Regions from separate parts of the Mus musculus genome. Here all the other regions are linked to region 2. The links are chromatin contacts, called in public Hi-C, HiChIP or PLAC-seq and Micro-C maps. All regions are on one chromosome and are shown on one strand. Each heading gives the region's core, a stretch centred on a gene start, on an enhancer-like site or on the middle of the called end of the contact. The rest is flanking DNA. Distances are from core to core; before and after follow the strand shown. Region 1 overlaps Atp8a2 (ATPase, aminophospholipid transporter-like, class I, type 8A, member 2). Region 2 holds the start of Shisa2 (shisa family member 2). Region 3 overlaps Atp8a2 (ATPase, aminophospholipid transporter-like, class I, type 8A, member 2). Region 4 has its middle 4.7 kb from the start of Phf11d. Region 5 overlaps Atp8a2 (ATPase, aminophospholipid transporter-like, class I, type 8A, member 2).

Region 1 (4,822 bases), core at 903-3,402, 200 kb after region 2:
GAAGAAACTAGCCATATACACTAGCTCTCAAAAGGCAGATGATTGATTCCATTTAATTGCTCCATTAGGTATATGTAAAGCTACAAAACTCATTATAGGAAATTGGTCAACAGTGAGTTGTTTTAAAATTCTAAATGCTTTGTGTGTATAAGTGTTTTGCTTGTATAAATGCCTGCACATTCATTGTATGCAGAGACCAGAAGAAGGTTCAGATCCTCTGGAACTGGAGTTATAACAGCACTGAGTTGCCACGTGGATGCTGGGAATTGAACCTCCGTCCTCTGGAAGAGCAGTCAGTGCTTATACACTAGGCATCTCTAGCTTCAATCTGATCAATACCAAAGAATAACAACACACAAACAGGCAATATGCCAGAACTAAAATTAGGGTGGCTTCTAAATATTGTAGTAGCATAGTTGCCTAACACTCAACAAGGACCTGGGTCTATTCTCCAACATCAAAGAAAACCAGTCTCCACTGAGATTCTCTCTCTTTCTAGTTAGATGACTATCATCTGTCTGCCTGTTTTATTCCACCCTGCCCCCATGTGTGTATTCATTATATATCTGGTTTTTTTCAACAAGGATGTTTGTGATATACTCTTACACATTGCTGGTGGGAGTGTGTGTGTGTGCATGTGTATGTGTGTGTGTGTTTGTAACAAGGATATTTGTGAGGGACTCAGTGTAGCAACTATAGATGTCAGTTGGAATGTTCCTCAAAAAATTACAAACATGGTCCTACCATTCTCTACAGCATACACACAAAGGAATCCAAGTGAACACCGCAAGGGTACTTGCACAACTCAGTTCACTGTAGTACTATGGACAAGAGCCAAGACACTGAAGCATAAGCAGAATAGCTAACTTTCAATGGACAAACACTTCCATCCAGAAAACAAGGTACATAGAGACAAGAGAGGTTTATTCTTGATCACGGATTTGATTGCTAGCACCCCTACACAATGTCACCTACGGAAAGAAGGTTTAAGTCTCAGGAGAGATGAGAAGACTCTTGTGACAGCCTGGCTTCCCACCCCCAACATTCCTAGAGAGGAGGACGGCTCACAGGGACCAAAATCAAAACAAATAGAAATATGCGCTTTGTAGAGAAGCGATGGAAATGGACATCATCATGTTCAGAGAAATAAAATAGACTAACAGTCAAATAGTACATGTTCTCTTCATATGTGCAGTTTTGATTTAAATATATGTGCATCCATATATGACATAAAAGGAGAAGGGGGATGTTTGGGGGAGGAAGGAAAAAGAGGGGGATGAAGGGGAACAACAGAGGGAAATGGACAATCACGGAAGAGAACATGGTATTCCTGTAGGGAAATGTTATAACAGAACCCGTTATCTTACATGCTAATTAAAAATACCAATTGGGGAAAAAGTAAAAATAAATGTAGTGTTTGAAGCAGGCACATTCATTACTATCTTTACACTTTTCACGCCAGTTGTGATATTTAGTAACACGTCTTCCCAGACAAGAATAAACTTTATACAAACATCAATCTCCATGCCTCACGCCTCCTCAGAGAATGACTGAAAGTAAAGACAAGTATTTAAATATCTGTACTAACCCTGCCCCCAAAGCTTCTGCAATTGAACAAGGTGTTCTGTCAAAGTCTCTAGTACTAGGTGCGTAAGTTGGCATGGCCTTTGGGGCTCACAAGCCTGTATGGTTCAAAGCATGAAGCCTATGTGACAACCACTTGTTATGAGGTGATAAACGGAATCTGAATCTAGGTCATGTCTTGACAAATGTGCTATATTAATAATCTGCACTTAGAGTTTTATAAGGAAACTGGCACCATGAACTTCTTCCAAATTATATATTATAGTTTTAAAATATTCCCCCAATACTGAGATTATGGTTTTAATGCATTTATAGAAACCTCATTTTACCAATCTGTTACAATTCTGTCATCTAATGATTTAGGTTTGACCTGCAGTCAGTCACTTACAATTGAAAGAGCAGTGAAACCTGATATATAAATATTATATTTAAGTTAGAATACACAAGTGTACATTCATCCATCAAAACTTGCTTCTGCCGCCAAGAATGCTGGGCTGGAGTGCCCTGCCCCCACCGCACACAGCTGCCCCAGAGCAGCAGTGCGCTCCAGCCACAGATGCCTACCCTCAGGTTTCAGCCTTAGTGAGGGAAAATGTGCAAGGCAGTCTGAGTGCAGAGCCTTCACGAACTGTAAAGGTTTCACAGTCATCTTACCCATCTCTAATTAAATCAACCCCCTCCCCAACTCACCTTTCCCTCTACCCAAATCGTACAGATTACCTTCTATTAAAATTCTTTTCTGCACACGTGATTTGCTATAACAGTTTAACAGCTGGGTCGCCTGAATGTGGTGGCAGCCACTGGAAAGGTGTAGAGAATAAAGACTTCCTTCTCTCACAAATGGAGGAGGCATGGAAATTCTCAGCGTGGAAGATGGGAATGTTCAGACTTATAATGAAATCCAGGGAATCATTTTTTCAGATACCACTGGTGCAAATGTACCACCCAACACCTCAAGCTTGTTGTTTAACATTTCCCCTAAGTGAGGATGGATAGGCTGGGCCCAGACCCAGGGCTCACAGGCCACTCTTTCCTTCAGGTTGAGGCTCCACTTGCAGGCACAGAAAACCCTTGTGTTTATACTTTACATAGGAAAATAAGAAGCTCATTAGAATCAGTGCACTTTCTAATTTACTTATCCAACTCTGATCTCAAAGTGGGTTTATTTATATTTTAAAGTTGGATCACATTTAACAGACATCTCATCTTTCAAAGCTGTGCACCCTTCATCGCCCGAAGCAATAGGTGAGGAATAAGGCCACTGACCTTGGAGATCTCCATCAGAGAACCCACTTCATGCACACTGTTGGTCACTCCCATGATAAAAACAAATTCTGAGGTCTCTCTTTGTCTCTCTCTGTCTCTGTCTGTCTGTCTGTCTGTCTCTCTCTCTCTCTCTGTCTCACACACACACACACACACACACACACACACGTTTAACAACGACTGGTTGTTTTTCACGAAGCAAAATATTTAAAGTTTTGTTATTCCCATAGGCAATCTCTAACTAAAGCACCCTGCTAAGCAGATTGCATTTTTTTTTATTATGTGAGGCGTTGGGCAACCCTTTCATTGCCTTGAGTTTCCATGACATCGTTCAGTCTCGCAGTGGCCAGCTGAAAGGCCTGGAGGTGGGAAAGTCCAATACAGATGTGACCCATCTCAGATGATGCCTCGACGGCTGAGACAGTGTTCCACTGGAGATGTTCATCTTCTTATTTTAGCATGTGCCTCTTAAGGCATGGCATGAGTCTTGAAAACCATAGCTGAGTCCGGTGTTAGACATCTGGGCCTGACACGAGACGCTTCATAACAGTTTCTGGTGTGAGCATCCTTTGCTGAACACCCATTCCCCCAAGCTGAGGGGTTATACTCAGATAATTGTATTTATAAATGAATGTTACCTTTTCCTTTAGCAAACAACTGGCTGGACTTTTCTTCACCTGGTTCTGTATTTGTGGATACGGTTCCCAGTGACACACATTCTGGAAGTTTTATATGCCATTAGAGCAGCTGTTTTTAACAGGGGTCATGACCCCTTTTGGGGGTTGAATGGGTCACAGGGGTCTCATAAGACCATCTGATAACACAGAAACTTGCATGACTATTCATAATAGTAGCAAAATTACAGTTACAAGGTAGCAATGGAAATAATTTTATGGTTGGGGGTCACCACACATGAGAACTGAATTAAAGGGTCACAGCACTAGGAAGGTTGGGAACCTTTGCATTTGTGGTTCCAGTACCAGGGTATCTGGTTTACAGTATTGACCTGGCCAGTGTCCAACTCTGGAGATGTTCCTTAATGTCCCAATACCTTGGTTTTCTTATAAAGAGGGTGGACAGTGATGGTAACCTAGATGGTGAGTAGGAGTCGATGGGTCGATCCCATTATTACTCACATACATCAATACCTGTGAAACAATTAAACCCCCGTGAAAGTGTCGTTCAACCCCCAAAGGAGTTGTGACCCATGACTTAAGAACCACTGTTCTAGCCCCCAAAGAGAAAAGGAACTCCAGCCTACCCGAGGAGCTGATTGGAAGCTGATTCTGAATTAGGAGAGAGAGAGAGATTCCGTTTTTGTTTGCTTGTTTGTTCGTTTGTTTTAGGAATATAGCTTCTGGTAGGCTGCTGCTACTCCAGTGAGTGGCTGTTTCCTCATGTTTATACTAGCAGCACTCAGCGGACTCTGAGTTAGTAAAAAAGAACCCATGAAGCTGCGAGGGGAGGTGGTGGTGTGTTGCAGGAGCTGGAGAAGGGGGGGTGGGAGTGGATTTGATCCAAACACATTGTAGAGATGCATAGAATTCTCACATAATAAATAAAAAGTATTTAAAAGAGAGAGAGAGAGAGGAAGAGAGGGAGCAGAAGGAAGGGAGGGAGGGAGGAAGAGAGAGAGGTGTGGGGAAGAGACTTATGGATTGGTTAATCCCATTTTCCTTCCTTGACCTGGCCACCCATCAGCATAATTGGAGTAGCGGAACCTGAGGACTCTTTTCCTGGAGGGATGCCCATGGGCAGATACTAAGCCGGGTCTTCTTTTGGGGCAGGGAGCCATTTGCTCTTCTGTATACAACTGGCTGAGAGCAAGGCTGCCTGTCCCTGCCTCCAGAGTAGAGACTTGTGTGGCATTATCTTCAATGATATCTTCTTTCAGTCCCTAAATCATAGCTTTGTAAAATGCTTCTGGGCTTGGGAGTGAGTGGCACAGCACCCTAGACTCTGGAGAGCACAG
Region 2 (5,371 bases), core at 2,531-5,030:
AAAGGTGGGGAACATGACCCAACGTGAAACTACTCGTTAGCAGACTACTGCCGGGTGTGTGGCCAGAAAGAAACTTCTGGTCTCTCACAGAAAAGCATGGTGGAGCTTGCAGCTTTTCTGACTGCCAGCACCTGAAATGTGATTACCTCTGTATGATTTATATCAACTCCGGGTCGCGAAGCTAAGACTAGTCATAATTAATTCATTAGCTTTACAGTACTGGTGATCAACCCCAGATCTTGTACTTGCTAGGCAAGTGAGCTCACGGAGGTACAGCCCATCTGCAGTCGTCCATTTGTTTAGGTGTATGGTCTTCAACAGGTACTAGTGAAATGTCAGAAGTTCCCTTTCTTTCTTCTCTCTGTCTCTGTCTCTCTTGAGAGTATGGGCTCAGGAACATATATAACCTTCCTTCCTTCCTTCCTTCCTTCCTTCCTTCCTTCCTTCCTTCCTTCCTTCCTCCTTTCCTTCCTTCCTTCCTTCCTTCCTTCCTTCCTTCCTTCCTCCCTCCCTCCCTCCCTCCCTCCCTCCCTCCCTCCCTCCCTCTCCCCCTCTCTTTCATGTTAATTTTGCTTTATTAGTCATCTGGAAAAGACAGCCCGTACAGGGAAGTGTTCATTTAATCCTCTTCCTCTTCATCCCCAGCTCAAGCACCACCCTGGCCTTTTTTGGTGTTCTCCTTCTTCCCACTTCCCAGGTAGCCATCACCATTAAAGACAACGGAGAGAGAAGTCAGTACTTCTGGGAGTCCAGACCAACCAAGAGGAATGCAATGTTCACCACTTACTTTCTGACCCTGATATGACAGTGGTGCATGAGCACACAGGCATGGTGAACAGATTCGCCCGGGACCAACTTAAGGACCTGGGTCTGCAGCCACCTCTCCAAGAAATAATTCCTCAATCTGAAGAAGTCCCAAACTGTAGTCCAGCTTCATCGTGGCTTCCTCTTGCCCTCACCCAGAACCCAGTGTGAACAAGTTGCCTCAGCAGAACTTTGCCTTCGGAGAGACTCCATAGGTCCTTCTCGTTCAACAGCAGCCCCCAGAAGGCTTTGGGAATCTTGGTCAGAGTAAATTTGATGCTCCACACCTCACGTTTGTTCAAGAGCCCCATACTCTCAAAACAACTTAAGTTCCTGCTCGAGATGTGACTTCTCAAAGGATCCTCATAGACTAATCATTGACTATTTGGGAAAGAAACAAGAACGTGTCCTTAAACCACAGTACTACCAAACCATCTGACCGATTCAGTGTGAAATGGTCAACAATTTCTTTATAAACCCTGGATAAACCATGGGTGTTTTGGAGACTCGTATAAATGGAAAGGAAAGGGAGTATGGAGCAAGTGCTGTCTGCACTAAGTACAAATACCTTGCATCAAACACAACAACTAAGAAACATACTTAAAGTAGGAACCCACTTGCAGAAGACTGAAGTAAGTTTCCCAGCATTCAAAGGAACAGCTCACAACTGCCTGTAATTTCAGTTTCAGTAGATCCTGTGGCCTCTTCTGGCCTCTGAAATTCACACATGTTACATACTCACTCACAGACAAACATGCCTACACATAATTAAAAACAAAATAAATTTTAGAAAAGTATTAACCCCCAGAATACCAGGTAAATCAATTTCTACTGACACTGGGAATGGTGACCAGTGGATTGGTAAATGGGCTTTGGGGTCAGGCAACAAGTGAGTGGTTCCAGGAAAATTGACACCCTCTGTCCACCTGGGCTGGGAAATTTGTCCCTACCAATAAAATGAGCAAAGTAATGTCTTCCTTATGGGTGGCTGTGAAGATTAAATATGCTGAGAGATGCTCAGTACAGGATATCAGCCACCACAGGAACATGGCTGCCTAGAATATAATAAGAATATAGTAAGTGTTCAGAAAATGGTAGCTAACCATAGTCACCATCCATTACATGATTCCACCCATCAATCCTTGGCCTCTTAGGGCTTAAATCTAAACACTAGTGTTTGATATTTTTCTCTCCTTTCCTCTCAGCCTAATGTCACCCTGTGTGTTTTAACTGGCCCTGTAAAGGGTCAGAGAGCTGGATCAGTCAGTAAAGGCTGGGTTATTCAAGCATGAGGACCTGAGTTCGAATCCCCAGCACCTATAGAAAAGCTAAGTGTGGTGGCTTTGGCCTGTATCCTATCATGGGGTGGGATGGGGGCACACACAGGCAAACTTATAAGCCTGCCAGTCTAGTTAACTTGGTAAACTCCAGGTTCAGTGAGATACCATGTCTCAATAAGGAAAATAATTGAGAAAGAGGCCTGACATCAGTCAACCTCTGGCCGCCACACGCATGCTCATATATGTAGACATACATGCACATACAAACACCTACATACCCACCGCTCACACACGCATTGGCTCTGCACAACGCTGCTTATAGATCGTTGTATCATTTTTACTTGCTTGATTCCGTTCCAGTCCAACTGCTCTGTTAATTCAGAAACATTAGTCTGCTTGAGTTTGTGACCACACCCATCTGATCTCTGATGCTAATCAGGGTTGGGCCTAGTTAGTTTGTGGGTTGGAGACCACCCTGCTTGAGGGAAACGGTTCGAGGAGCCAAGGTGAATCCCCAGAACTCGATTCGGAATGTGCTTATGAAATGAATGCTTCTTCAATGTTGGAGTTTTGTTCATTTCTTAGCTTATAGGGGTTGATGTTTGGCGCATTTAAAATATGTCTTTTCAAGACTGGAGTGGAGCTCTGTGGTAAAGCATTTCCTTCCCAGGCCACGCTCTGGGGTTCCGTGCAAGGGTCCCTTAAATGACAAGAATAAGGTGTTTTGTTGGGCACAGGCACAGAAGGAAGAGTTTTCTCTGTGAATATTTTCTGGGATGAGTGGAAGGCTTAATTCTCAATGTTTTAGGTAAGGGTTGCACTAAGAGCCCTACAGTGGTTTAACTCAAAAATGTCTTTGCTATGGACAAAATTGCCTTGTATTCTTGTTACAGCCAGTTCTCCATTAGATACACAAAGAAACAGCCCGGAAACACGTGATGGTTCCTCCTTCAGGGGCTGGGTTTAGCATTCACATGGAATGACTCCAGCTGAGAAAGACGCAGTAGGTCCTTTAAAAATACTCATCGTTACTTTAATAGCATCAGCACCTGCTCAGCTGCTTCAAGAGTGAAGCTATTCGTTTCTTCTCAGAATGTCTGGCGTCTGAACCCTTGCCTTCTTCCTGGCTGCAGCTGTCTAAGCCAAGGAGGTCAAGTGTCACACGGAGGCACCTTTCTGCCGGACGCCAACAATCACCACACCAAATTAGGGAGGGGAAAAGAAAACTAATAAAATAATATAGTTAATTTAGTCAGTGACCCTATTGACTTTCTTGCTGACCTCTTTACTGTGCAGTGCCATGGCACCGGGAGGCCAGGCACCACAGCTCAGATAGGGTTTGTGTTCGTCCTGGGCCTGGAGGTTGAAAGCTGAGCAAGACAAGTCTATCTGAGTGATGACTGAGTCCTCTGTAACATGGAAAGTAAGAATTATTCTTTGGAGAGTTGTCAGAGTAACTCGGAATGTTGGACGTCGAAGATCCGCACTAAACTTACTTCTGCTATCCTTGTTTTAACTGGCTTCCAAGGCGTGGCTGACTTAAAACGTGTTTTCCCACTTGTCTGTTCTGTTCACCCGCACCGCTGCCTGGCCACTGCCACACCTTTGGTGAAGGAAAGTGAAGGGCTACGAGTGTCCCCTGGCGGAGGGAAAGCCCTCTCGGCACGCATGCGCGCAGGGGAGCCTCCAGCCCCTCTTTAAGTGAGGAGCGCGGTGCGCAGCCGGGCAGTCGGAGCTGGCTCGCAGCCTTGCCAGGCGAGCGTGGGGTGTCCGCGCGCTCCTCTGCTCCCATAGCCCGAGGGACTGAAACTTCCGTGGGCGGCTCCCACCGGAGCGCACTGCCGGGGGCGCACCAGCGACAGGGAGAAAGGAGACCAGACGCGGGCTGCAGTAGGAGCCGGGGAGGGCAGCCCGCTGGCCCGGCGCCCAACAGCAGCCGCGCGGCCGCCGCCAGCCGGGCGGGCTCCGGGACTGCAGGGGAGGTGCGGGCACTCGCAGCGTCCCGAGCGGTGGCCGGAGCCATGAGGACCGAGCACAGAGTGGCGGAGGCAGAGCGCAGCCGGCCGCTGCTGCACTTGCCGCCGGGAGCACTGCGCGCACTGCCCGCCTCCTTCGCTGCTTCTCGCAGGGGAAGTGAATAGAGGGGGAAAGCAGCCACCAGCTCCGGACTCTGATGCTGAAACGCTCCAGCCGCGGCCTGGCTCCTGGTCGGCAGCGAGGCGTCCCCTCGAGGATGCCCAAAGAAGGTCGGATCACAAGCCAAGCTTTCAGAAACGTTTCTTCTGTGATGCCCCTGTGAAGGCCGAACCTAGCAGGGACGTGGTCACTCGCAAGGAGGGATGACTTAGACCCTGGCTCTGCAGCCTGGGCTTCGCCTCAGAGGGGAGTGTTCCTCACGGAAAGCCCCAGGGATCGCCGAACCATAACTTCTTGGGGGAGATCTGTGACCTCTAGAGACATCACCGGTGCCCAGGGCAGTGCCATGTGGGGCGGACGCTGCTCACCTTCCACCTCTTCCAGGCACCGCGCGTCGCTGCTGCAGCTGCTGCTGGCCGCGCTGCTGGCGGCGGGGGCGCGGGCCAGCGGCGAGTACTGCCACGGCTGGCTGGACGCGCAGGGCGTCTGGCGCATCGGCTTCCAGTGCCCCGAGCGCTTCGACGGCGGCGACGCCACCATCTGCTGCGGCAGCTGCGCGCTGCGCTACTGCTGCTCCAGCGCCGAGGCGCGCCTAGACCAGGGCGGCTGCGACAACGACCGCCAGCAGGGCGTAGGGGAGCCTGGCCGGACAGACCGAGAAGGCCCAGACAGCTCGGCAGGTAGGCGAGCAGCAGCCAGGTGCAAAGAGGGAGCGGGAGGGCGGTTGCTTTGCCTGGGCAAGAAGGACCAGGAAGCCTGGAGATTTTAGGAAAGGGCCGGGGAGCAGAAACCTGAGTTTTTTGTTTTTGTTTGGGGGTTGTTTTTGTTTTTGTTTTGTTTTGTTTCCCCTACTCATTAACTTTGTATGAAGTGGGGCAAAAAACCTCGAGAAAAAACACGTTGCTTCTGTTCATGGTCCGTGCCTTCCTTTCCCTTCGTCCCATTTCCACTGGGCTTAATCTTGGGAATAGTCAAGAAAATGACAAGGGTGCACCCCTCTGGAGAAGGCTTGTCCAGGGTTCTCCTCCAAGGGTCCTCAGACGGAGGGCAGTTCTGGGGGACAGCAGACGACTTCCCGTGGGTGACGCACCTTTTCACATCTCAGGGATCCCTTCTCTCCCGCAGGAGCCAGTGCACAGCTCCCTGTGACC
Region 3 (5,289 bases), core at 248-2,747, 220 kb after region 2:
GGGATTATAGGTGAGTCACACCACAGCTGGCTCTATGTGGTGTGCTCCTGCTCCAAGGGCTAGACTCAAGCCTTTACAATTACTTGGCAAGCACTTTAGAGATGGAGCTGTCTCCCCAGCCCAAAAGAACTGATTTTGAAAATAAGACAGTGAAAGTTTTAGGTAAGTCTCTAGTGCTGCAGTTCTCAATCTGTGGTCATGACCCCTTTGGTGGTGGTGGTGGTGTGTGTCAATGACCCTTTCACAGGGGCCACCTAAGACCATATGCATATCAGATATTTATATTACAATTCATAAAGGTAGCAAATTACAGTTATAAAATAGCAATAAAAGTAATTTTATGGTTGGAGTCACCACACATGAAAACTGTATTCAAGGGTCGCAGCATTAGGAAGGTTGAGAACCTCAGACGTAGTGGCAGAAAAAGAGAAGTCAGAGAAGAAAAATACAAAAGAACTTTAAAAGGCAGGAAAACTCCCAGGGAAAAAGGACCCATTGGAGAAGTCAATTTCACAAGGATAAAAACCTGTGGATTATAGGCAAGATAAAAATTAGGAAAAGGAAGCAGTGTGCTTAAGATGTGCAATTAAAGTTGTTCGTTATTCTTGCAAAAGATGGTGGTAGGCAAATTTAATACATACTGAGGATTCTCTCTCTCTCTCTCTCTCTCTCTCTCTCTCTCTCTCTCTCTCTCTGTGTGTGTGTGTGTGTGTGTGTGTGTCTATGTACACAGATCTCCATAAGTTTCTGTGGAAGAGTTAGGTTAGATCAGAAAGCCATTTCCTCAAAGTGGGAAACACTTATGTTACCTTTCTAAAGATATCTCTCATAGTTTAAAAGACAAAAATGCAAAACAGCAACCACCAACCGGCAGAGTCTTGCACGTCTGCCTCTACTGTGTGTGTTCAATCTGTTTAGTCCTGTCAGGGGCAAAAAGAGCTAAGAAATAGTTCCTGTCCTTAGAGCAGTCAGAGAAGATCTCTAAAATAAAAACAACCAGTGCGACAGGGAGGAGAGCAAGTTGGGATTCATGAGGCTTTAACTCAGGAGCTGGGCGAGCTGCCCCATACTGCTGGGCTTTGTTTCCCCAGTGCCAGCTGGGGAGGGAGTGAGCATCAAGCTTTGGAACCGTGGCTGACCTCTCCAGATCCCACGGTCCTCCAGGTCCTTCACTCAGCTACATTCTTTCTTAGACTTGGACTTAAAAAAAATTATTATTCCAAGGAAACTTAAGCATTTTATAGAGTTTCGAATTCTCAATTTTAAAACCATCAATGTCTAAATGTGTTTTTTTAAAATGCTGGGTATTTATAAATGATCCTCTTAGATAAAACAGCTGCAAAAACATCATTAAAAAAAAGCTCCCACCGTCACATGTAAAAGGCAGTAAGAGTCTATTTTTATAAAGTTCAAAGCGGACTGTGAATCTTGCAGGGGGATCCCCGAGGACACCCGATGGCTGTTTCTCTGCCGCTGGGCCTGCCTCCTGCCTGCCCCATTCCCTCTCCGCCTTGTGCTCATAAACTCACAGCTCTATGCACCAGCAGCAACCGACTGGCCTCTCAGAGAACACTGCCAGCACATGGCTAACTAGATCTAACAGCCATCTTCTGAGTGAAACACAAAACCTCCTGCGTGCCTTACCCAGGCCTCCACTAACCCTAACATTTATCTGACTGGATAGACACTGAGTGTGAACGGGAAAGACAGGTGCCGGCCTCTCCGGACTCACCAACCTGTTCTCCTCCTGCCTCCTTCACCACTCCACATGGCTCCTGTTCACCCACCTATTTTAACCCATCTCACCCTGGAAATCGGAAGCTCCAACCCACGACCCCTGTGAAGCACCATTTCTGGCAATAAATGCCACCTGCTCTGCCTCACCCGCAGTCAGCTCACCGTCTGCAGTGCAGGATTCCTTATCTGCATCCCCACTCTATGCCAGCAGCACAGATCCTAGGCCCAGAGTATTCACTTGAATAATGAGACCAGAAAAATAGACTTCAGAAGATTCTGTTTCAAGGTAATTTTCCTGTTGCCCCATGGGAAGTCTCTCTGGATGGTTTTCTTATTGACATTTTGACTGCCCAACAATTATTAACACAAAATGGGACCCACCCAGATACTCATGGGCTCTATGAACTGCTCTTAAGACAGGTTGACACCCAGCCTGTGCATGCAGTTTCCTGGGCAGGGCATGATGCTATAATCAACTGCCAATCCCAGATGGGAACATGGTAGAGCTTCCCCTGAATGCTCCAATATTAGCGTTCCACTGGCTGCAGGGCTTCTGTAGAGACTGCATGGCCTCTACATGTGTGTGATGGGGGGGGGGGGGTCGTCACATCTTTGACAGAAAGGCTTACAGGCAGACTGCCTTCTGTGCCTCTGTCCATCTACTTCAAATCATATCAAGAAACAAGAAGCCACCTCTGCCAAGGCAGGCACATAGATAACAAGAGAGCTTAGCTGTCAGAAGTTTTACCACAATGACATTTTTTTGTGTGTGTGTGTTTACAATAGAACACCATGTGTGTGGGGGACAAATATATGTGTGTGCACATATTACTATGACTGCATACATATACACTGTACATGTGGAGGTCAGGGGTCAGTGTTGAGCAACTTTATCAGTCACCCCCTTATTTCGTGGGGGACAAGGTCTCTTATGGAACTTAGAGCTGGCCATCTCAGCTAGACTGTCTAGCCAGCAAGGCTCAGGGATCAGTCCCCTGGACTGACATTACAGATGTGTGTCACCGCAGCATGGTTTTAGGTAGTCACAAAAGACCTCAGGCCCTTACACTTGTGCAGCAAGCCACTTCACCCACTGAGTCATGTTCCTAACCCAAAAACATGTTTGAGAGATCTTTGAGTTGTTCCGTTTTTAAGAGGCTGGGTCACTGGATGTATTGTGTGAGAGCAGGTGGTATTGAGCTAATGGAGCCTAACGCTTTGTGTATGCTGGGGAGGTACACTACTGCTGAACTATATTCTTCATACTTTTTTTCATTTTTTTTCACTTTGAAACAAAGTCTCACGATTTGCCCAAGCTGGCCTTGAACTCACTTTGTAGCCCTAATAGGAATTGAATTTGTAATCCTCCTGCCTCAGCCTTCCAAGTAGCTGAAATTACAAAGCCTGTGTCAATAGGTCTGACTTGGATGGATTCCTTTTGACATGGTGTAAGGCAGTTGTTCTCTAGAGATGCTAGCAGTAATTGTTTTTAGATTTATTTTATGTGTGTGTCTTGCCTGTGTGCATGTATGCACACCATGCATGTGTCTAGTGCCTGCAGAGGCCAGAAGAGGGCCCCCAATGTCCTAAAACTGTATTTACAGGTGGTTGTGAGTTACCATGCAGGTGCTGAGAACTGAACCTGGGTCCTCTGCAAGACAAAATGTGCTTTTAATGACTAAGAAATCTCTGAGGATCTGGATTCTGACATTTGGAGCAACATTTATCCCAAAGTCTTATACGAGTGGTTCCATAAAGCTGTGAAATAACTTTATATGTGAAACTATATATATAACACATTAAAAATTCCAAACACTCAGATTCCAAGATGTTTTGGATTAGAAAGGGTAATTTATACATAATTGTAAGTTGTTTTGTTTTTTAAATGTGAAGCTCAGAAGCTGGGACACTGCTAAACCTTTCTTCATGTTCCAGAATATTAAGGAGGAGGAGGAGGAGGTGTGTGTGTGTGTGTGTGTGTGTGTGTGTGTGTGTGTGTGTGTATAAGTATGCAGTAATATGGGAGGGGGGTTATCTGCTTGGTTTAGGTTTGCAGGACAGTGGCAGATCTTCACGGGCTATCAGCCAAATTCTGTTACTTCAGGTTTCACTTATGTCTGCTAGACTTTCTTTTATTCAGTAGTAGCAATTTCAGACCTTCATGGTGGATGCCCAGGTTAAAGGTCCTTATCCTGTACCAGGTTAATGATATTAAGAAGACACCAAAATACACACTGTTGTAAGTAAATTGACACTTCAAGTCCTATATAGTTGCTACATTGATAACCCCAGATGCTCTCTCTATCCAGACCAGTCTCATCTCTGAGATACTGCTGTACAGTGTTCCTAAGTGATATCAGAGTTTATAAAAGGCCAGTGACATTATCTCCTTCAATGTCAGCTAAATACAAATAATGACCCTGTTGATCTACTTAAATTTAGTATTTTTTTCCTTCCTTCCTTCCTTCCTTCCTTCCTTCCTTCCTTCCTTCCTTCCTTCCTTCCTTTCTCTCTCTTTCTTTCTTTTCTCTCTTTTCTTTCTTCCTTCCTTCCTTCCTTTTTTTCTTTCTTTCTTTCTCTCTCTCTCTCTCTCTCTCTCTCTCTCTCTCTCTCTCTCTCTCTCTCTCTCTCTCTCTTTCTTTTCCTTCCTTCCTTCCTTCCTTCCTTCCTTCCTTCCTTCCTTCCTTCCTTCCTTCCTTCCTTCCTTCTGACTTTTCTGAGACAAGGTTTCTCTGTCTGTCCTGTCCTGGAACTTTTTTTTGTAGACAGCTGGCTGGCCTCAAACTCACAGATCTGCTTGCTTCTGCTGTGATTAAAGGCTTCTTCTACCTATGTCCAGCTATAATACTGACTTTAAATAATCAGTTTCAAAAATGTTTTTCCCAAGGGTTCAGGAAGGCCATGGGGAAGCACCATTCTAGAAAATGCTTAAAATGTAGCTGGTGGTTGGCCACATTATATCAGAGCTGGAGAACTAAACATCTGAGTAACTTTTAATTAACCCCTCTTGGGGACATGCCACAAAGATGACACACTAGGACTTCAAAAATTACAAGTATCTTTCCATAAGTTCTTTATCCCTAATTTTGCAGTTTAGGCAAATTCTTCCCATTATCAAAATCAAAGAGACTCTTCAAAAAAATCTGTCTCTGGTTTTTGTTTATACATTACACAAGGAGATAGTTACATGAGGGTCATGAATTATGATCCAGGCTTAGCATTACAAAAGACATCGAAATTCTCTACTCACTCTGCCCTGTGTATTGATGGGCAATTTTTCTGCAATCCCTTTAACCATGGAATTCGCCTGCTGCAAACAACAAAAGTCCTGCCAGGTTGTTACATCATATTCCTTGAAGACTCACTCCCCCTAGCCAGTGTCTCTCCTAACCTGTGTCTTATTCTCATTGCAGAGTCCATTGCAGAGAGGCTTGTCTCCTGCTGGCTTTAAGAAGGCCATGTGCTTGGAGTTAGAATCTTCCAGCCCCTAGTCATCTTTGCTGTCAGAGGATAATCCATCTGGCTGCTGCTATAAAACTTAGTGTGTAATTG
Region 4 (4,831 bases), core at 1,667-4,166, 250 kb before region 2:
ACCCTGTCTCAAAAAAAAAAAAAAATCCAAAAGAATCCTAAAAGAAGAAGAGGAAACTCTTAGGAAGAAAATTAACATGGGCTGGAGAGATGGGCCAGTAGGTAGAGCGACAGTAGAGTGTACTGGCTAGTTTTGTGTCAACTTGACACACGCTGGAGTTATCACAGAGAAAGGAGCTTCAGTTGGGAAAATGCCTCCATGAGATCCAGCTGTAAGGCATTTTCTCAATTAGTGATCAAGGGGGAGGTCCCCCTGTGGGTGGTGCCATTTCTGGGCTGGTAGTCTTGGTTTTATAAGAGAGCAGGCTGAGCAAGCCAGGGGAGGCAAGTCAGTAAAGGATATCCCTCTATGGCCTCTGCATCAGCTCCTGCTTCCTGACCTGCTTGAGTTCCAGTCCTGACTTCCTTTAGTGATGAACAGCAGTATGGAAGTATAAGCTGAATAAACCCTTTCCTCCCCAACTTGCTTCTTGGTCATGATGTTTGTGCAGGAATAGAAACCCTGACTAAGACATAGACACAATTCCTGAATTCTCCTTTCATTAGAATCAGGGTGGGATGTGCATCAGTTGTCTCAGGACTTTAAAGAACAGACAGGAAAGTTGCTAGGCTTGATGGCCACCCAGTGTAGTTGAAATGCCCAGCCAGGTTCAGAAAAGACTTTCTGAACAGAACAAGTTGGAGATTGATAAAGTATACCACCCAATATCCATACTCATTCACATACACTAAAAGAAAAAAGACAGACTAGAAAAATACAGTGTAATTGTTGGGGGCAGGGCACAGATTCAGATGGAAGGTGGAAGATGGAGGGAATGCTAGAGCAGAGAATTCGAATCTGGACTCACCTTTAGTAAAAGACTCTGAGGGGAAGTGCATTCATTTGTTGCCTTAGTACAACACCAATGTATGATTGGCAACTCAGTGTTACTTCCTAATGTGCTTGTCTAATACACACAGTAACCAACAAATCTCTAATTGGTAGTAAAGCCTGGTCAACAAGAAGGACATCATGTTTGGGCCTGGAACCTAGCCAAGTATTCAGGACTAGTGAAGTCATGGATCTTAGAGAAAAACCAACAACTGTCACCTTACTAAACCAGTATAATCCCTAACTACATTGTAAATATGTGTCCTTAGACCCATAGATGAGTATAGCTCTCACCCTTCAAGGAAACTTCATTTGGAAAAGCAGATGGAGATCCTTATAGCAAACCACAACTGATAAAAATACAGTTCCAGAGCCCAGGCCCAACTAACGCATCAACACATTACAACTCCTATGAGTAAGATTCATGATGGAAGAGGCAGAAGGACAGTTAAGAGCCAGATGAACAGGAAGTCTGCTTTGAGATTCCGTCTCTTGGATTTGTCAAAGAAGCCATGAAGTCTCACCAACATAGCTGCGTAAAAACAGGCTGAACAAGGGACACCAAAGGACATGCTAGCATGGGAAGGGAAAAGCCCAGATGGCCTCAGCCCTCCACAAAGAACTACAGATAACCAAGGAGTGTGAAAGCAGAAGAAATAAATCTTCCCCACGGAAGAACACATCAGTTGGTCATCCAATAGCAACCTGGAAAACTTGTACATCTAAGTATCATTTTACAGACTAAGCACAATGTATTTCCTAAGATTTGAGTGCTTTCCGGACACTGTGGGTGCTATGATTCTGCAGGTAAAGAGCCACGACAGACAGTACTCTGTAGGAATATACGAAGGATATTTGCTTCTTGTGAGTCTGTTTTCCACACCTCTTGTTTCTAGATAAGTATATTTTACATGTGAGTTTTTTACACTTGGCTAAACATTGAGAAAGGATGAAAGATTAGTTGCTTTTGATTTTTAAATTTTGATGAGAGGATTTTTTTTTTTAAACTTGGATTAAGAAAGTCAGTAAAATATCTCTGAGCCTTTGGCCACAAGCCTTTCCACACTGCCTGTGGAGGACAGGCCCTGGCCCGTGCTCCCTGAGTGCTGCTCACTGTCACCAACCTCTTGTGGGGGCATCAGCACTGGGGGGGGGGGGGGGCTCTTAAGGAAAACTCTTGAATATGCTTTAAACCCAATTAGACAGTCAAGATATATTTAGGTTTGTTGTGATGCTTTTAAGATGGAAAGATGGCTCAGCAGGTAAAGACTCTTACCACTAATTCTGATGACTTAACTTCAGAATCCACAGGGTGGAGAGAACAGACTTACAAGTTGTCCTCTGATGGCTACACAGAGGCCCAATAAAGGAGAAAGAATAAGAGATAAAAATAAAAGATTTAGGTACCTATGGAGAAGTAACTAGAAATACCTGTGAAAAGGTGATGATAAAGCAGCTTTTTTTCAGGAAGGAAAGGGTTACAGAAATTAGAGCCCCAACTTCCCCCGCGACCCCCCCCAGCCCCTAATCCACAACAGTGCTTCACTAAGGTTGTGTTTGAGACCAGCGTGCACACTACCCTCCCCTCTCCCTAAAGTTACTCACAAACACATTCTACATGGCTGCTCTTTTCTGACTTGATGTAATTGTTAAAGCCAGCCTTCTTACAGGACTCCATAGAATGCTCAGTTTTTGGTGGTGGGAGGAGTCCAGGCCAAAATCCATCAAAACTTAATTGAAGCTTCTGAAAGACCCTTAAAGTGAGGACTCCCCCACGTTCTGACTCAGGAGAGGTGACACCCCAAATCACTTACAAAAACGGCTTTGATGCAAACCGCAAGAGGACTTTTTGTTCCAGGGCACTCTGGAGCCTAGTCACACACCACGGCAGGGGTGGAGGACTGCAAACCACGAGTGCGGAATTGGGACAGCTTTTGTGCGGTTACAACAATGCCCGCGCTTCGCAAACCAATCATGTCATAGCATCAAGAGCCCGCGCAGTGCGGGCTAATCGATTTGTACCACTCCATAGTTTCTAGGCCAATCATAGTTTCAAGCCCGCACTCCGGGGGGTGAGGGTGGGAGCAATCAGTTTTGTATAGGTTGGTTGATCCACATTTGCACGGGTTCCTGGGCGGGGTCGGCAGTTTCAGTGTGTAATCGTTCCTTCTATGGTGCAAGCGGTTTTCGGAAGCTAGCTAAGCGGCTAGTCAACTCATTTCGTGTTATCTTACAAGGCCAGGATCACGAATTCACAGATAGCAGGCCCTGGAGCTGCAAGAAGTGTGTGTGACCTTTTACCTATTCTCTGGCAGGGAGCAGGGTCTGGAATTTGTGTTATTTAGGGCTCCTTAGGAGGCTGGAATTGGGGCTGTATATTCTAGTCCTTCTTTGTGGGGTAGGATCTCCTTCCCTTCTGAGGTATAGCAAGTCCCCTCTGGGATCCTAGAGAACCAGTCTATCTTTCTCTCTTGCCAGTCTTCCAGGGTGTTCTGCCGCCCGGGTCCTGGGGTTTTGGACTTTTCAACTACAAGCAGAAGGTTAACACTCTGGGCTGCCTGCTTGGCGACCTGGTCAGCCATCTGCTTTCCTTTTGAGATGAAATCTTTGGTCTTCTGGTGTCCAAGGCAATGTACAACGGCTAGTCTTTTTAGCAGATGTAAGGCTTCTAGCAAGCTTAGAATTGCTTTTGTTTTTGACTTCCTTTCCGGCTGAAGTGAGCAGCCCCCTCTGTTTATAGGTAGCCCCATGCACACGTGCAGTCGCAAAAGCATACCTGCTGTCCGTGTAGATATTGATGGACTTCCCTTCGGCCAGGCTTGCATGAGGGCCACGAGCTCAGCCTTTTGTGCTGAAGTTCCTTCCAGCATACTGCTGGCCCATACTGTGTGGGTCCCGTCCACTACTGCCGCCCCAGCCATCCTCTTACCTTCTACCACATAGCTGCTCCCATCAGTGAACCAGGTCAGTACTTCTACGGTCAGCGGAATATCTGTGAGATTCTTACGGACCCCAGTCTCCTCAGCTAATATTTGATGACAATCATGAACCATTGGTTCATCTGCTTCTTCAGGCAGAAGAGTGGCAGGGTTGAGGGTGGCTGGTGGAGCGAATGTGACCCTCCCTGTGAGAAGCAGGCTTTGATAGTGGGTCATACCGGCGTTGGTCATCCACCGGTCCGGGGGCTGCTGGACGATGCTCTCCAGTGCATGCGGGACTATTCTGGTTACACTCTGACCCAACGTTAATTTGTCCTCGTCCTTGACCAGCGTGGCCATAGCCGCAATTGCCTTTAGGCATGCCGGCCACCCACTGGCCAAGGGATCAAGTTTCTTTGAAAGGTATGCAACAGGGCCTCTTCCATGGTCCCAGTGCTTGAGTCAGGACACCTTTAGCTACCGTTCATCCACATAGAGGGTGAAGGGCATAGTCACATATGGGAGGGCTAAAGCAGGGGCACTCAGTAAAGCCTTTTTAATCTTATCAAACGCTTTTTGGTGCTTGAGTGTCCACGTGAACTCCTGTCTTTTAATTTTCCTAATGGCTGTAGCAGTACTGAAATGTTCTGCTCTGGTATCAACCAGGAACTCGACTGGTTGCCCCTCAACTTTCAGAGTTACCTTGGGCTCAGGGAGGGGGTCCGAGCCCTGGCTCCCTTAATCTTGGTCCTCCCCTAAAGCTAGGACCCTTGGTCCTTTGTTTTTCTTCTTAGAGCAGTCCCTTGCCCAGTGTCCTTTCTCTTTACAATATACACACTGGTCCTTGTCAAGTGGGATCTTCTTGCTCAGGTTCCCTAACTGACTTGGGCCTGCCCTGGGTCTCCTAAAATCAATCAATCAATCTCTCTCTCTCTCTCTCTCTCTCTCTCTCTCTGCCACTCTTCCCTTCTAACACTGGGGCCAAGATTTTGGGCAAATTTCTTTCTTGCCTTCTATCACGTTTTTCCTCTCTCTCCTTCTCT
Region 5 (4,969 bases), core at 969-3,468, 180 kb after region 2:
CAAGGTTTCTCTGTGTAGCCCTGGCTGTCCTGGAACTCACTCTGTAGACCAGGCTGGCCTCAAACTCAGAAATCTGCCTGCCTCTGCCTCCCCAGTGCTGGGATTAAAGGCATGTGCCACCATGCCCGGCTCAAGAGAAAGAGTTTTTAAAACATGGGAGAAAGCATTATGAGAATAAAGCCAAATTCCTAGCTTTGTCTTACAAGTCAGCAGGATCAGACCCTACCCTGCTTCTTCCCTTCTCTCTTTCTTTTCTTTCTCTTTCTGTCTTTCTTTCCTTCCTTCCTTCCTTCCTTCCTTCCTTCCTTCCTTCCTTCCTTCTTTCCTTCCTTTTTTTCTAGAAAAAGACAGGCTACCTGGGTTTGAGTAACTACAAGGTTGTAGAGGCAGAGTAGCTGGCTGGACTGCCAGCCTCTCTGCTCTGTAATTGTGATGCTAGGAATGAACCCAGAACTTAGGTTATGCTAGCACTCCACCACCCAACTTCTCTCTCTCTCTCCTTCTCTTCCCTTTCTCTCTTTCTCTTCTTTCACTTTCTTTTCTTCCTTCTTTTCTGTCTTTCTTTCTCTTTTTTCCTTCCTTCCTTCCTTCCTTTCTTCCTTCCTTCCTTCCTTCCTTCCTTCCTTTCCTCTCTCTCTCTCTCTCTCTCTCTCTCTCTCTCTCTCTCTCTCTCTCTCTCTCTCTTTCTCTCTCTTCCCACTAGATAGGGTTTCTCTGTGTAGTGCTAGCTGTCCTGGAACTCCACTCTGTAGACCAGGCTGGCCTTAAACTCAGAGAAATCTGCCTGCCTCTTCCTCCCAAGTGCTGAGATTAAAGGCATATGCCATCACTGTCTGGCTTGAAATTTCATTTTTAAACAGGCCTCTCCTCCCATGAGGTTATAATTTTTCACCAACCTAGTGAACAAAGACGTAAATTTGACAAAGTGAAAAACTAGCTGCTCCAATCCCTAGCTAGGAATTCTGCATTGTTGACAAGTGTTCAAAGTACTTTCCTTTGACTTGAGGATTTCACTTCGTTATTTAAATCTTACAGCTTTAGTCATGTGGTACTCAACAAAAAATATAAAAGTGTTTGCTTTGACATTATTTGAAATATAGAAACTGTACACATTATATGATGATTGCTGTAGAATACTCATTCGTTTAAATAAGCACAATAATCCATCTTGAAGAGCAATACAAAGCGGCATGCATAAGAAAGTTCCCAGGCACACCACCGAAAAGAAAAATCAAGTTGCAAAACAGGGAAGTTTGGAAAGTCCCTTGCTTCAGAGTTTGGGAGTCAGCTTGGACTACCCAGCAAGACTCTTGTTTGAAAAACAAAACAAAACAAAACAAAAACAATAACAAAATCCAAGTCTAAACTTAAAGCCCTCAAACCCTGCAAGGCTCACATCGAAAGGTCATGACTACAAAACAAAGGTGTAAACTCTACACATGGTCATTACTTCCGATAGTTCTTTTTGAGTAGCAAAGAGAGGCTCACCTATGCCTCTTGCAGTGCTTTGAGCTCTCAAAACATCCGTGTTTTGTTTATATAACTGAGGCAGTTTCCAACTAGGGACAAGTTACCAAGGAGGAGGCATTTCACGGTGTATGGAGATCTCCACGGTCACCTCCTGACATAGGATGATGCTAATTGTCATGGACTGGTCGGGAGGCCAAGGAGTCTGTTGAACACCTTTACAGCATCCAGGTGCTCCACCCCCAACAATGACCTCACTTGACCCTGACTGTCAGTAACACATTGTGGAAAACCCCTGGCTGTATTTGGCTAGTCTGGTGTACAAAACTGTGACTATGTGGTCACTATCTGGGGAGGATGGGGCTCAGAAAGCGTCAGCCCTTAAAATAATAACAATCCACTTGCAGCCACACGGCCGTATCCATGGCTAACTCTTACAGGGCCAGTGTAGCACGGGGAGTAAATTCAGCAACTTCACATGGTTAAGCCTACAAACAGCCATCTACTATAAAAACAAATTACTGAAGAGTTGTTTTAAAGAGCTAGGACAAAATACCTAATAAGAAGGGAAAAAGGTTTTTAAGAGAGTTCTTGTCCTTTTTGTCTGGATTGATTGTGGGACAGTGATGTGTGGGACAGTAGGTACCAAAGCCTCCGTGGTCACTGAAAGCGGGGACTTTGATATCCTGTCTCCTCCACTGCTCCCCCTTCCCAAGCAGCTGCAGCTCCACAGTTCAGCTGGCACAGACCTGGCTCCTCACAGTCTGGATGTGTTTGCCCTCATTTTTATCATTTGCAGGTGCTGCTGGGGTTTGACAAGTGTAAACAAACTCATTCTCAACCTTTCATGTGCATTCCAATTACCAATCCCTCGCTGGCGATTAGACCTTTTTATTTGATTGGAACTATGTTTTTTTTTTTTTTTTTTTTGGTAGAGGAAAATGAAACCCAAAATACACAAAACAATTCATCCCGCCTCCCCCTCCTCCAGTCCACCTTATAATTTCAAAACCCATAAGCTGTTTGTTTCTTCCCCTTTAAAAATTCAAACTTGATTTCATCTTGGCAAGATTTCCATAGGTAGAGGGAAGTGTATGAAAATGCAGTATATTTTTAAACATTTATACCAACGGACTTAGTTTTTATTTTGTTTACTTGTGAGGCAGGTACACAATGACTCTCTGACACACTATAAAGTCAGGCTTCCACACCACTTATTCATATACAAATGCTAATTCATATATAAAAGACAGCACCACCCAATTCCTGAACACCAAGGTCATTTTTGGTGGGTCACTGGCTCTCACATTTGTAGACCAAACTCCACCCTCTATGCAAACAGATGGTCTGCTCCCGACTTGCAGCTCTCAGTGTCTGCTGGCCACTGTGTTTTACTCTTCTGGATTAATGGGAGAAGAGACTGCTCGGCTCTAACTTCCTTGTTAACCAGGAATGCTCTTAAATGAACCAAGCCAAAGCCCAGAGCTGGGCAGCCTCAGACTTGGTGGGTTGGTGGGAGGCCTGCCAAGCACTGCCGCTTGCCAAGCTCCTGGGGTTTGGGTCCTCAAACATAGGGCTGTTATGAGCAAACTGACCCAAACTTATTAAATGGCTTTTCCTTCTCGGAGAAAGGTCCTTCTTTGCTTTAACTCCTGCCTGACTGCCAAAAGTGCAGTAACTGTTGGCTGAATGTACAGGCTCCTGTCTGGAGGAGCGACTGCCACTGCTCAACCTCAGTGGGTCTTACTGCTCTAGGTCGCCACTAGCAGTCAATGGCTCTGAGACAATGAACTGGGATTAAAGACATTGCTTTCAGAGACAAATTGTTGCATACCCCCCATTTGACCTGGCCATATGAATTAAGAGAAAAACAAACAAACAAAAAAACAAACCCAAAATATATTTTTTCTAAAATTCTGTTCCTAGAAATTAATTCTCCATTGATAAAAACACTGGTTTATAAAAGTGCTGCCTTGTATAGTGTTGTTGGCAATGGATGACAAAGATGAAGGCAAAGGAGCTGAGATCCTTTTTAAGCAAATCGTTGTTGTGTATGATGTATGAGGTCAAAGAGCAAGGCTGTGGAGTCGGCACTCACTTTACAGTTTATGTGGGGTTGCTGTAGGTCACCAGGGCTCCTTGGCAAACACATTACCCACTGATCCATCATTTCAGCCCAGACAATAAAGCTCTTAGGTGAAGGTCAGGTGACTGTAGCAGATCTGTGAATTATTAAGCACTTCCAAAAACACTGATGGGAAAATGAAGGGGAAAAAGCAAAGGTGTGATACGGGGAGGGGCTCTGAGCCATGACAGGGAGGTGGTGGACTTTAGGAGCTTCCCTACAGGTGATACATTACATGACTGAGAAGCCAAAATGAAACAGAGACTAGGAAAGGTGGTTGGGGAGCCAGGCAGAGCCCTGTCTTAACTCTGGAAGAGTTTCCTCCCCCTTAGTCAATATTGGACAGGGAAAACGTGGGCACAAACACTGCAAACCTATAGAACAAGTAAACAATAAGAAGGGAGTGGTGTGCACAGGATTCAGGTTCCGTAAGAGCACACAAAGCAGTGCATTCCTATACATGTATTTGAACTTGAGAGGGAGCATGAGAGGCCGGACCCCATGGTTCCTGTTGATCTCAGAGCAGAGGCAGACGGTGGGAGTGCTGTTAGCTATATGGGGCACCATTTTTATCACAGCACACAAGTGCGACTTCCACTTTTGAAAATGACATAGGAGAAAACTTAGTCTTCTGTGTACCCATTATACTCACCTTTCTCTTAGCCTATCACACTCTTTATTATTTATTTATTTATTTGCATTTTCTGGCTACCCCCATATGACCAAATGTCATATGGGTTTTATTCATGATAGCATACTTCAGACCTGGCTCAGGGCTGGAAGACAGTGGTAAGGAATACTCACAGACTATTAGTCCTTTGAGGGAGCACCTGATCGGTCCATCGTAACTGTTTCCTGAGAATGGATCTTACTTTCTGAGTGGATCCCTATCTTCATTTATCTTCATTTTCTAAAGGACAGAGGGATATGAGGATGCTAGGATGCCGAGGCCCTGTAACAACCCCGATGGATCGGCTCCCTTGAACTTCATTGGCACCCTAGGAACTCCTGTTCCCACCTCACAGTGAGGAAATCTGAATACAGAGAAGACAAGGCACCAGGTCGCACTAAATCGACCCTTAAAGGCTGTAGCAGTCAACAGTAAACTATGCGTTTCAAATAAGTGACTTTTAAAACATTTACGTTAAGGCAATTAAATATCAAATCTGTATCTATGACTAATCTGCTTCGGATACTTTAAGATTGTAATATCAACAAAACACTTCTCAAATGGAAAACTTATTGAGAAAATAACCCAGAATTTCCTCAAATGTCAAGTCAAAGGAGAAGAGGTCCCTTAGAGTTTGGGAAGCAGGCTACAAAAGCCTTCCTTACCACTCTAGTTTGAAATATTACCTGTGGCACAGGCCTTTAATC

The links. Hi-C and Micro-C count contacts between places; a contact is called where the count stands out from the background. HiChIP or PLAC-seq counts read pairs in DNA pulled down with a chosen protein or histone mark.
Region 1: a contact with region 2 is called in an H3K4me3 HiChIP or PLAC-seq map of embryonic limb bud, with 3 times the contacts expected there. The contact joins the enhancer-like site here to the promoter of Shisa2 in region 2. A contact is called at or near these places in 12 of 39 promoter capture datasets (the C10 cell line, the HPC-7 cell line, HPC-7-derived erythroid cells and 7 more), 6 of 484 Hi-C or Micro-C datasets (the AtT-20 cell line, cerebellar granule neurons, cortical neurons and 3 more), 6 of 115 datasets of contacts at active chromatin or transcription factors (craniofacial prominence, embryonic forebrain, embryonic limb bud and 3 more) and 2 of 9 other capture datasets (embryonic stem cells and pancreatic islet).
Region 3: a contact with region 2 is called in a Hi-C map of nephron progenitors, with 2.6 times the contacts expected there. The contact joins the enhancer-like site here to the promoter of Shisa2 in region 2. A contact is called at or near these places in 5 of 39 promoter capture datasets (3T3-L1-derived adipocytes, the C10 cell line, the HPC-7 cell line and 2 more), 5 of 484 Hi-C or Micro-C datasets (cerebellar granule neurons, cortical neurons, embryonic stem cells and 2 more), 10 of 115 datasets of contacts at active chromatin or transcription factors (craniofacial prominence, double positive thymocytes, embryonic forebrain and 6 more) and 3 of 9 other capture datasets (adipose tissue, embryonic stem cells and liver).
Region 4: a Micro-C map of embryonic stem cells shows a contact between it and region 2, with 5 times the contacts expected there. The contact joins the enhancer-like site here to the promoter of Shisa2 in region 2. A contact is called at or near these places in 2 of 39 promoter capture datasets (both in liver), 1 of 484 Hi-C or Micro-C datasets (embryonic stem cells) and 2 of 9 other capture datasets (adipose tissue and pancreatic islet).
Region 5: an H3K4me3 HiChIP or PLAC-seq map of embryonic limb bud shows a contact between it and region 2, with 5 times the contacts expected there. The contact joins the enhancer-like site here to the promoter of Shisa2 in region 2. A contact is called at or near these places in 9 of 39 promoter capture datasets (the C10 cell line, HPC-7-derived erythroid cells, embryonic stem cells and 4 more), 6 of 484 Hi-C or Micro-C datasets (the AtT-20 cell line, the G1E-ER4 cell line, embryonic stem cells and 2 more), 7 of 115 datasets of contacts at active chromatin or transcription factors (astrocytes, craniofacial prominence, embryonic forebrain and 3 more) and 3 of 9 other capture datasets (adipose tissue, macrophages and pancreatic islet).

What each region holds. Positions count from the first base shown.
Region 1 is chr14:59,825,494-59,830,315 of GRCm38.p6, forward strand. The region is part of intron 26 of Atp8a2 (ATPase, aminophospholipid transporter-like, class I, type 8A, member 2); the gene reads right to left. Among named protein-coding and RNA genes, the nearest start is that of Shisa2, 200 kb to the left of the region's middle. Within about 2 kb of position 2,153, at least 5 of the 459 cell types and tissues checked have an H3K27ac peak or open chromatin away from gene starts, as enhancers often do. A contact at or near this core is called in embryonic limb bud, where this site is marked.
Region 2 is chr14:59,621,501-59,626,871 of GRCm38.p6, forward strand. Shisa2 (shisa family member 2) reads left to right here and starts at 3,781. Exons shown (of 2, transcript NM_145463.5): 1 at 3,781-4,900. The coding sequence starts at 4,567. It also overlaps the pseudogene Gm18073.
Region 3 is chr14:59,845,729-59,851,017 of GRCm38.p6, forward strand. The region is part of intron 26 of Atp8a2 (ATPase, aminophospholipid transporter-like, class I, type 8A, member 2); the gene reads right to left. Among named protein-coding and RNA genes, the nearest start is that of Shisa2, 220 kb to the left of the region's middle. Within about 2 kb of position 1,498, at least 10 of the 459 cell types and tissues checked have an H3K27ac peak or open chromatin away from gene starts, as enhancers often do. A contact at or near this core is called in nephron progenitors, where this site is marked.
Region 4 is chr14:59,367,770-59,372,600 of GRCm38.p6, forward strand. No RefSeq gene overlaps it. Among named protein-coding and RNA genes, the nearest start is that of Phf11d, 4.7 kb to the left of the region's middle. Within about 2 kb of position 2,917, at least 15 of the 459 cell types and tissues checked have an H3K27ac peak or open chromatin away from gene starts, as enhancers often do. A contact at or near this core is called in embryonic stem cells, where this site is marked.
Region 5 is chr14:59,804,138-59,809,106 of GRCm38.p6, forward strand. All of the region lies in intron 26 of Atp8a2 (ATPase, aminophospholipid transporter-like, class I, type 8A, member 2), which reads right to left. Among named protein-coding and RNA genes, the nearest start is that of Shisa2, 180 kb to the left of the region's middle. Within about 2 kb of position 2,219, at least 39 of the 459 cell types and tissues checked have an H3K27ac peak or open chromatin away from gene starts, as enhancers often do. A contact at or near this core is called in embryonic limb bud, embryonic stem cells and pancreatic islet, where this site is marked.